Linked DNA regions of Macaca mulatta: region 1 is linked to region 2. A link is a contact called in public Hi-C data. All regions are on one chromosome and are shown on one strand. The core of a region is the stretch at or near the end of the contact, and the rest is flanking DNA. Distances in the headings are between cores, read along the strand shown.

Region 1 (6,013 bases), core at 2,453-4,952, 350 kb before region 2:
ACAAGCAGCTTCAACAGGACATGCTGGAAGAAGCAGCACGTCTCATCGTTTACTGATTCATATTTTGGTAGCAAGGTTACAATTAGCTCACCGGTAGAGAATAAACCTATTTATAACACAGCAGTCCACCTGAAAGACATAATCATCTAAAAAGGTTCTTAGAGGAAAATAAAGTGCAGGTTCTTCCTGTACTGATTGCAGGTTCCCAAGGTCCTTTTGGATAAAGTCCTCAGTCTAACCTTCCTGTGTTCACAGTCACCATTCTGGCCACTTCTCAGCCTCCATGTTCTTATGTAACATTTACATAGTGCCATAAACATACCCAGAGTTGCGTAAGAATTAAAACATTGCCAAACCAATAAAGCCTAAAGCAGGTCACTCCCTCCAGACTGTCTTTGATTAGCACAGGTATGCTGCCTAGTCAACGATGTAAGAGCCTGCCAGAGACAGAAATTAACTTGAGGAAATCTGAAAGGGGTCTACAAAAAAGCACAAAAAGAAATTAACCACACTGTGACATGCTGTACGTCTATCAATCACAGAGTATGTTTTTCTGCTCCATAAGATAAAAAAGTAACCCAGCATTGCTTATTCACTGAAGTCAGAAACGTGTCTAAAAATACCTCCCCGCCAACTGGCTATCAGTAAGTCAGACTCACAAATGTCCCAATAAGAGTGACACAAAATATTTCCTTATTTTACAGAGGGAAAACTGAGCCAGTCACAGAAAGGTTAAGTTACTTGTTCAAGGACAACTTGTAAGAGAGCTAAGTTCTAGGGCTGAAAACCAGCCTCCTCCCTCCATCTGGCTTTAACCTTTAACCAGAGTAGCCATTTTAATATGTTTTATCACATCTGTTCCAGGAGCTGTTTAAACAAAACTAATCAGAGGTCCTCTACAAGACTGCACTTCCACTGTACTTAAAATCCATGTCCACTCAACAAAATTACAAGGGTTGGCTTGAAATTAGATTTTCAGTCCGCTCACAAAATTTCAAAATGTTCCTATGAGAATGTCAAATATCTCTCTTGTTGCTTTTGTCTTAAGAAATGAATGTCATGTTCTCCTGCTACTAACTCAATTTTACATTTTTAAATGTGAAAATTCCAAAGCCAGGCCTTAAAACATGTACACCTATCAAACGGATGCTATTTCTAACTGAAACTCATTCTCCTTATCACTGGCCTTTTACTAAGTCCTAGTTAATTCATTAATAGAAATGCCTATCCCTTACTGCCCTCACATCATGTCCAAGTACCAGGCATCTTCAGGCATCAGAGCTGCCTGGCTCTGTCACTCCTCCAGCCCACATAGGGGAGCACTATATAGGAAATGCAGGGGAGGGGAAAAAAATCAACTTCTTGTTATCCCACAGCCTCTATTTTCCCAGAACTGACGTTTTACTTTAAGCCTTTTGCAGCAGTGGTCTCCATAGCATGCACTACTGGCAACTAGACGTGTCCCGGAAAAAACTGTAGTGTCTGGCCAAGAAGTTTAAAGGCCCTGGAGAATGTTTGCTGGACACACAACCTAATTTCCAATTTACCAAAAAAAGAAACGAACTCCCTATTTTACCCACCCACCTTAACCCCCACAAACATCCATTTTAGGAAGATTACAAAAAAATGAACTCTGCCCCAATCAGAACCAATTGGATTATCAAACATTCTTAACTAGGCTCACAACCAGAAAAACCCCACAAACACTACATCAAATCAGCAGGGAAATGACTGTTAAAAATCCTGGATAAGGGGCAGGATAAAAATTCCTATACGAGGAATTTAAAGATTTATACATACACAAATAACATGGCAAACCTAGAGGTTCAATCTCCCCCTTTTTTTTTTCTACCCCAGTAGAGAACATTATGTTACACATTCCAAAAAACGGTCCTTAATAAGGCCCGATGAACATCCTTATTCATGCAAATCATTATCTCACCACAAATGTCAAGCTCGGTTCATACACCTTCACCATGTTTCTCAAACCCCTCAGCCACAGAGCAGTGAGGCCGAAGAACACACACGAGGTGCTTAGCAGAAGCATTAGCCCGTGAACAAAGACCCCGCTGCACAGGCTCCACCACTGGGAACAAATATCAAAGCCGGAGATAATGAACTTGTTTTTGAGACTCCAAAGTGGCATGGTGTCTTTTCTTGACTGTCTGGTTTATTAAAGACGACTGAACCCACCTGAGAATCATTATTTTTAGGGGAGAAGAGAGCCACAGAACACACTTGATCTCCCATTGCTGGAAGGTTAGGGGCTGCTGAGAAGTCAAAGCAGCAGGCTTTGTACATTGGGAGCGAATACAATCCTGATCATCTCTCCCAGATCCATCTGTGGGTCAATAATCGCTTCAATATAACTGCCAAATATAACCTTCATCTACTACCTCAAGACCAAAACACATTCGCCAGGACTCTCTTAAATGAAATATTTTAGGGTTTCATCTGCTCTTCTCAGCCCCCAAAGCCTCAAAAACAACACAGCCAGCGGAGTGTCCCGCAAAAAGGTACCCGCTTCTACAGAGGGGAGAGTGGGGGTGGTATAAGGCGAGCCGCAGACTGTGGGGATTGGAAGGTAAGGGGTGTGTGAGGGTGGGCGGGCTGGGAAGAGGCATCGTGTAGGAAGGTAAATAAGTACTGACCAAGGGCCGGGGATACAGTCCGGTGGTGGGATCTTTAAATAATCTTGGGGGGTTGGAGACACGTTCTAAGATTTCACCTGAAAGGCATCCACAAAGTGATTAACTGAATGGGCCCCCCGGGGTAGGGTAGGGGAAGCGAGGAGGAAAGCAAATACACCTAGATTCAGATCAACCCTTGGGGAACTCGGTTCCATAGGGTTAGGGATTCCAAAGCTAGGCTCCAAAAAGGTTTAGGGGCCTGTTCGTCCCACTTCCTCCAAATAGCCTCCACGGGGCATGTGTGCCGGAGGGCGGAGGGGGGGATTGCCCCACTGAACTCAAGGGATTGAGTGAAGGGGAAATGTGACTCCCTTTCCCAGAACATTAGGGAGGCAGGAGAGGGAGGGGAAGAAACACGCCAAGTGCAGGACCTGAAGGAAAGGTTAGAGACCCCTTCCCCTACAGTCTCGAGGTGCGCGGGCTCTCAACATCAGGATCCCTCGGAGAGGCTAAGACCCCACCGCCCGAACCCCACAATCTTGGCGGGAGAAAGATGCCCCCCAGGAGCATCTGGAGGGAGGGAAGAAAGCCCCCCGCCCCTGGACACGGTGAAGGACAGAAACCATGGACCTCCAAATCTTGAGGCTGGAAGCTCGGGCTCCCCTCTATGGAACATGAGGGCGCTGGGAGCGCGACCCCCGAGAGCTGCCCGAATCCAGTTCCGCCTGGAACAGGGCTCGGGTCCCAAGGGGCCCGGCGTGAGCTCCGCCGCCGAAGGGCAGCCGCGCCTCCGAGGTCTGGGAAGCTGACTGGGGGTCACCCCGACTCCTCCGCGCCCCCCACCCGGCCATATTGTGCGCGTGGGGAGGGGGCGCGCTGTAGCCCAGCGGCCGCGGCTCGAGGCCTCGCCCTCGCCCAGCCCTCTCCATCCCGGCCCCCGCCCCCCGCCCCAGGACTCACCCTGGATTCCCCGGGGCCCGGACCCGCCGCTGCCGGCGAGCAGGAGGACAACAAGGGGGAAGAAGGAGGAGGCTCTGGCCGACTCCGCCATAGTAACCGCCGCCGCCGCCGCCGCCGCCGCAGCCCAGCAGCGCCCAGCGCGCGCGCGCGCCCCCGGCGCCTCCCCTCCTCCTGCTGCCCGGCTCCCGCCTCCCTCTCCTCCGCCCGGCGCCGGCACGTGCACTCCCGGCGGAGCCGGCGCCGCGGCCGCCGCGCGCGCCCCCGAAGGGCGGGGCCGGGGCGCGCGCGGGCGCCCGCCTTAAAGGGGAGTGTCCCTGTTAAAGGGGTGGGCGGGGCTCACGCCTCGGCCAACCTCGCGGATCGGTGCCGAGCCCGGCGCGGAGGAGGCCGGAGCCGAACGTGCAGTCTCCTCCCTCTCCTGCACCCCACGCAACGCAGGATTATCTTATCAGAGTCGATCCCCCGCCCCTGTCGAATATTCTACGAATCCCGTGCGTGTTCCAGTTCCTCCATCCCTGCGCCTAGCCGCAAGCCCCCAGCGCGTCCCCTGGGATAATCGCCACGGTCTCCTAACTGGTTTCCCTGCTTGGTTTTGCCCCCTGCTATCCTCTGGACGCGGTAGCCTGTGTGATGGAATTGCAGCATGCTCCTTTTCAGAACACAGCAAAGATCTTTACTGATGACAGTATGGGTAAGGGTGCCGTGTCAGGCACTCTGACTGGGCGGGTAGGTAGAACCCTTTTGGTAAACAATTGTCATTATGCATCAAATGCCTTAGAATATTCATATCCATTTACCCAGTATGATCCCCTGTCTTCAAGAAATAATAAGAGGACAGATGTTTATTAAAAATGTTAACTTGTATATTTATTATTGTAAAAAGGTGGAAACTAAGTAGACAATAATAGAAAATGTTAAATTATGGCCCATCCATATGATGAAACATTATTTAGTAATTTTAAATCCTGTCTACAAAAACTTATGACATGAGAAAATGCTTACAAGATAATGTTAAATTAAAACAAAATGCAAAACTGTTCACAGCATTATTCAAATTGTATTGATAATATGTATTTATAGGAAAAAAAGACTGGAAGGATATTTACCCAATAGTAACAGTAGTTATTGCCATTTTTTTTTAACTTTTTATTTTACCATTTCAATAATTTTTAAATATTTTTCAAATAAATGTTACTTTCAAATCTAGAAAAAATGCTTAAGAAAGTAAACAAATCACTCCATATCTTTCCGAAAAGAGGTCAGTTTCTTTAGCTTGAGAAAGAACTTGATATAATGGAAAGGGCAGAATTTTTGCAGTCAGATAATTCTGGATCTGAATTCTGCTTCTTACTAACTGAAAACTTGGGCAAGGTTTGAACCTCTTTAAGCACAGTTTCACCATCTGAGATCTAGGGGTGGTAAGGACAGCTAGAGGTAGGGGGAACAATTTATTATATGGAATTCTCACCTTCTAAGTTTCACCAACGTGAAGAACTCCCATTATCATATCCGGAAAAGATAAAGCTGAAAACACACTCGCCAGACACAGTGTACACACAATCACATAAAGTCATGGGGAGGCATTGTCTACAAGTTGGTCAGTGTAGCTGAATGAGTAAATAACTTATTCTCCTCTCCCTCATCTGCCACAAATAGGCTCACCCCACCTAGTCCATCTAGGTGGTTTCCAATCCATGCTCTGTCCACCCAGCTGTGGTGCACACAGTGCTAGGTTACTGTGTTAGTTTCCTACTACCAAACTGGGTAGCTTAAAATAACAAATGTATTCTCTCACTGTTCTGGAGGCTAGAAATCTGAAACCATGGTGTTGGCAGGGCCATGTGCTCTCTGAATGCTCTAGGAAGAATCCTTCCTTGCCTCTTCTAGCTTCTGGTGGTTCCCAGGATCCTTGGTGTTGTTTGGTTTGCGGAAGCATAACCCCATGTCTTCACATGGTTATCTTCCCTCTACGTCTACATCTCAGTCCACGTTTCTCTCTTCTTATAAGGATACCAGTCGTTGGATTAGGGCCCACCCTAATCCAGTATGAGTGCAAATGATCTTAATTGGTTACATCTGCTAAGATCCTCCTTCCAAGTAAGATTACATTCACAGGTTCCTGGTAGATACGAATTTTGGGTGGACACTATTCAACCCAGTACAGTCACCAACCCCTGCAGTTAGGAAGGGAAAGCCAACTCCTCAGGAGCACATCTCTGAAGCCAAGGGGGAAAGAGGTGTCTTTCCTTATTCTTCGCTAAGTGCTGCCACTGTGGCTGCGAGGCCAGGGGTCCCAGAGGGGACCTGTGGTTGCTTCACTCCTAGACAGTAAAGTCAGCCACACAGCTAAATATACAGATCAGGGAACCAGAATGCTGCCTCCACAGACGAAATGCCGCCTCTGTCAGCTCCATCAGCTCACT
Region 2 (5,350 bases), core at 477-2,976:
AAAAAAAAATTTTTTTGAGAAAAAAGCACAATATCCCCCCCGCCATATCTTCTAATGCACGTGGAGAAAAGAGAAGTGCAGAGGGATTTTGAGATAGTGAAAAACCTACCACACCCGATATCTCCATTGGAAAGCTAAAACATCCCCCAGCCCTAACACACTGCTACCTCTCTCTAAAGGCTCTCCAGGTTCAAACTTGAGAAAACAGTTATAAAAAGCACTCTCCCCCTTTACCCCCAAAGCCCCCACCCACACTTCCTGCTTCCATCCCTGATTCTCCGGTGCCCACTGTGCATGAAAAGCAGTTTTCCTTGTGTGGCAGAGCTTGCTCCATGCTAATTATTTCTCCCTCCCCCTGAATTTAGCCAGATGCAATCCAAAGTTTCTTCTACCCTCCCCCCAAACAGATGACATCCATTTATTATGAACGCTGATGCAGAATCTTGGAATCTCCGCACATAAAATGTATTCCCCCATGCTTCAAAAACTGCAGTGTAAGTGAGGAAGAGGGCATAGGGCGGAGTAGTTGGATGCAATGCATGGTTTGAAGAATCCTATTTATCGGGCTGAAAAATGGTTCCCATTCCATCCCAATTCGAAGCTGGGGCCCCTGAAAGGGTCTGACAGTCCTGGCTAACCCCGGGAAAGTTAGCCAAGTCTCCACTGGTGGTTGCTGCTGGCAACGGAAGGGATAGAGCTGAGCTCTCAGGAGAAATTGCAGAGGCTTTGCGGTGCCCCAAGGTACCAAGTGAGAACTAGAAAGGAGGGTCCAAGCCCACGGAGCTGGGCAAACAGTCCTGTACCCCAACGCTAACAAGAAGCCAAGGGTGCTGCTGCTGATGGTAAGGTGGGGGAGGGAGAGGAGAGGAACAAGCTCTGCATCGGGTGGCATAGGGGTGGGGGTGGGGGTGGGATGGGGGAAGGCGATATTCTCAAAGTGATGTGCTTCCAAATGCAGGGATCCTAGCCTGCCGAGGAAGGTCCCGGGAGCCCCCATCACAATCCCAGAGCACCCTGTTGGGAGGGGGACGAATGCATCCGAGTAAAGGACAGAGGGAGTCGGGAGCGCTGGCTGCCGGAAGAACCCAGGAGCCCTTGGCTTCTGCAGTTTTTAGCAATGTGAAGCCGGGTGAGGGAGAAGGATGCAGTAAGACATGGGGGAGGGGTAGAGCTGAGGGGCAGCTGTAGGAAGATCCCGACAGCGCTGCCCTTCCCAGTGCAAGCCGGCTAGGGGCCCCAACTCTGCCCCAGCACTGGGGGAGGGTGGGGGGCTGCACCGCGGAAGGGGCACCAAGGACGGGCCGTGTCCCTCACTGTAGCCGAGACGGAGAGAGCAGGGTGTCCGGGGTGGGGACTGGTGGTCCTCAGTTGTCCTAAGAGACCCCCGGTACACACGGTAGAAGGAAGCAAGACTTCCAAACACCCGTCCAAAACAAGGAGAGCAGAACCCCAGCTCCACGGCCCGTCAAGCCCCGCCGCGCACTCTGCGGCAAAGCCCCTGACTGGAGATGGGCGAGCCCCGCTCAAGGGTCCCGAGGTGAGAAGGGAAACCCGGAGGGCAGGAAGCAGCGCCAGGGCGGGGGCTCTGGGGCGACTTACGGCAGCGGCGGCGGCGAGGGAGGCAGCGGCGGCCCTAACGCGGGGCCCGGGAGGCGCGGCCGGACTGCAAAGGTGCCGAGGCTGCGGCGGGCGGGACTGCGGTGGGCGCCATCTTGGAGCGCTCCCCGCGCCCGCCCCCCGCGCCGCCCGACTCCTTGCATAATTGATGACTCGCGCCCGCCGCGCGCCACCGCGCGCGCGCCCCGCTCGCCGGGCCCCCCGCCCGCCCCGCCCCCGCGCCGACCCCTCCGCGCGCTCCCCCTGCCCGGGCCGGCCCCCGCCCGCACGCGCCACCGCCCCCGCCCCCGCCCCCGCCCCCGTGCTTCGCGCCCGCCCGCCCGCGCCCCCGCGGCCCACCTACCCCTGCAGGGCGCGCCCGCTCGCCCGCTCGCCCGCAGCGCGCCGCCCGCCCGCTGGCTCTCAGGCCCGCGTCCCCGCGCCGCCGGGAGCTGATCAGGGGCAAGAGGGAGCAGGGCGCCGGCAGGGGGCGCCGCCCGGGAGCGCCAGCGAGCGTCCCCGGGTCCGCCTCCGCGACACCCCCGCCGAGCCGCCGGGAGGGGCCGCGGGCTGAGGGCCGGGACCCGCCGCGAGACGCCGGCTGGCTCCCGGCCAGCGCCGGGCGGCAAGACCCGAAAGCTGTCGTGGTGACTCGCGTGCTCCGTGGCCCACGTCAGTGCCAAGTCTTACCTTTCTCCTGCCCCGCAGCAGTGCCGCTCTCAGTGAAGTTTCTGACATCCAAAAGCACAGGGAACTCAATTTACAGGATCTTGGGCCCACTGAAAAAATCAAGTCAATCAGCGGCAGGTGGAGGCTCGTGTTTCAGCCCACAGGGACCTATTGCTAGGAGCGGGGAGGCGCTGCCTCCCTGACAGCCCCCAGGCCACCTCAGTCTTTCCGATCCTCAGTCTGTCCATCTATAAAGTAGGCATGAGCGTTTCAACCACTCACTCCACCCTCACTCCAGAATCTAGGTAAGGAGTGCCAGAGCTCTTTGCACTTTACTGTGCTGCTCCTCTACTTAATATTTTCCTACCACCAATCACAAGAGGGAAAGAGGGTGTAACAACCTCTCCAGACCTCAGTGTTCTCGTCTGTAAAAGGAAACAATCACAGTAGCAACCTGATAAACTTCTTGTTTGTATTAACGGGGAGAATGCACTTCACACATTGCTAACACAGCCTGGCACACGGTATGCTTATCACATAATGTGCCCTCTACAATACATTTAAAATTAGCTTTACTGGAGTATATTTGCATGTGTTTAGATTGTACAATTTTGACATATGTGTACATTCATGAAACCATCACCACCAAGGTAATGAACACACCCATCACCTCCAAAAATTTCTCCGTGTGCTTCTTTGTAATCACTCCCTGCATCGCTCGCCCCCACACACCCTCTCCAGGCAACCACTGATCTTCTTTCTATTACTGTACATTGGTTTGCATTTTCTGGAATTTTAAATAAATGGAATCATACAGTACAAACTCTCTTTTTTGTATGGCTTCTTCCACTCGGCATAATCGTTTTGAGATTATTCAGTCGTTGCCTATCAAGAGTTCCTTTTTACTGCTTAGTAGTATTCTTTATGGGGATACACCACAGTGTGTTTATTCAATCACCTGTTGATGACATTTAGGTTATTTCCAGTGTTTGCCTATTACGAACAAAGCTGTTAGGAGCATTCGTGTGCAGGTCTTTGTATAGATATATATGCTTTTGTTTCTCATGGGTATAAGTATCTAGGAATGGAATAACTGAGTCCTGTTTTAGTTGTATATTTAACCTATTAAGAAAGGGCCAAACTGCCTTCCAAAGTGGTTATGTCTTTCCATTCCTACTAGCAGCATGTGAATTTCAGTTGTTCTACATCCTCATCAACATTTGGGGTGATTAATTTTAACTGTTTAAATAGGTGTGTAGTTTTATCTCACTGTGGGTTTGTCTTCCATTTCACTAGTGACTAAAGATATTGAACATCTTTTCATGGATTTGTCATCACTAAATCCTCCGGCGAAGTGTCTCTTCAAGTCTTTAGTGTATTTTTAAAAAAATTTTTTTCATGTTAATTAAGTTTTAGAGTTGTTTATATATCCTGGCTGGGCCCAGTGACGCACGCCTGCTGTCCCAGCTACTCTGGACACTGAGCAGGAATAATTGCTTAAACCTAGGATTTCAAGTCCAGCATGGACAACACAGGAGACTCTGATTCTAAATTTCTTTAAAAAAAATTAAAGAGTTGTTTATATATTGTGGATACAAATCCATCAGATATGTGATTGGCAAATATTGTTTCCCAGTTTAGGCTTATCTTTTTATTCTTTTTACTCTCTTAACAGTGTTTTTCCAAAAGCAGAGTTTCTTCAGCCAGGTGCCCTGGTGCACACTTGTAGTCCTAGCTACTCAGGAGGCTCAGGCAAGAGAATCTCCTGAGGCCAGAAGTTGGAGGCTATAATGTGTTATAATCGGGCCTGTGAATAGCTGCTGCACTCAAGCCTGGGCAACATAGCCAGAACCTGTCTCTTAAAAAAAAAAAAAAAAAAAGACCTTCTTAATTTTTATGAAGTTAAATTTATTATTTTTCTTCTATGGATCATGCTTTTAGTGTCATATCTAATAAGTTTTGCCCGACACAAGGCCTCAAATATTTTTTCCTATGTTGCCTTCTAGAAATGTTATAGTTCTAGAGTTTACATTTAGGTTTATCATCCATTTTGAATTGATTTTTGTATGTGGTATGAAATGTAGTTTGAAGTTCTTTTGTTGTTTTGTTGCTTAGATATATAGTTGTCCCCATACTATTTGTTGAAAACAGTATCCTGTCTCCACTGATTACCCTTGCACCTTTGCAAAAAATCATTTACTCAAGTATGTAAGAATCTAGTTCTAAACTCTCCTTCTGTTTCATTGATATATTTGTCTGTCTTGGCACTAATACCACGCTGTCTGGATTACTCTCCCTTTATAATAAATCTTGAAATCAGGTAGTTTCAGCCCTTGACTTTGCCCTTCTTTTTCAGTACTGATCTTGCTAGTCTAGGTTTTTTGCATTTCCGTATGAATTTTGAATCACGTTGTCAAATTTCAACAAAAATCCACTGACATTTTGATCAACATTGCATTGAATCTATAGATCAACTTGGGAAGAACTTATATCATAACAAAATCAAATTTTTCATTCCATGGACACTTTAGTCCTTTTTAATTTCAATATTTTATAGTTTTCAAAATATGGGTCTTGCTCACCTTTCTGGAATTTATTCCTAAATATTTCCTATTTTTGATGTTATTGAATACTATTTTTATATGGCAATTTCTGATTATTCATTGGCATTGTATAGAAATATAATTAATTTTTATATATTAATCATGTGTCTTGAAACTTTGCTAAATTCATTTAATACCTTTAGTAGAGCTTTTTGTAGATTCCTTTAGATTTTCTACTGATAAACATACAATCTGCAAATACACAGTTTTACTTCTTCCTTTCCAATCTAGATGTTGTTGTTGTTTTCCTTGCCTTTATGCACTGGCTAGAACCTCTAGTACAATGTTGAATAGAAGTGGTAAGAGCAGACATCTTTGTTTAGTTCCTCATCTTGGGGGAAAACGTTCAATCTTTGGCCTTTAAACATGATGTTGACTGTAGGCTTTTTCTAAATACCCTTTGTCGTGTTGAGGAAGGAATCTTCTATTCCTATTTGGCTGAGGGGTTTTATCAATAATGGATGTTGAATTTTGTCAACGCT

What was found. A called contact is a pair of places that touch in the nucleus more often than the background predicts.
Region 1: a contact with region 2 is called in a Hi-C map of fetal cortex germinal zone, with 4 times the contacts expected there. The contact joins the promoter of ACVR1B here to the promoter of SCN8A in region 2. A contact is called at or near these places in 2 of 14 Hi-C or Micro-C datasets (fetal cortex germinal zone and fetal cortical plate).

The regions. Positions count from the first base shown.
Region 1 is chr11:59,130,982-59,136,994 of T2T-MMU8v2.0, reverse strand. It overlaps ACVR1B (activin A receptor type 1B), which reads right to left and starts at 3,702. Exons shown (of 9, transcript NM_001265630.1): 1 at 3,591-3,702. The coding sequence starts at 3,681.
Region 2 is chr11:58,777,865-58,783,214 of T2T-MMU8v2.0, reverse strand. SCN8A (sodium voltage-gated channel alpha subunit 8) reads right to left here and starts at 1,726. Exons shown (of 26, transcript XM_077954281.1): 1 at 1,600-1,726.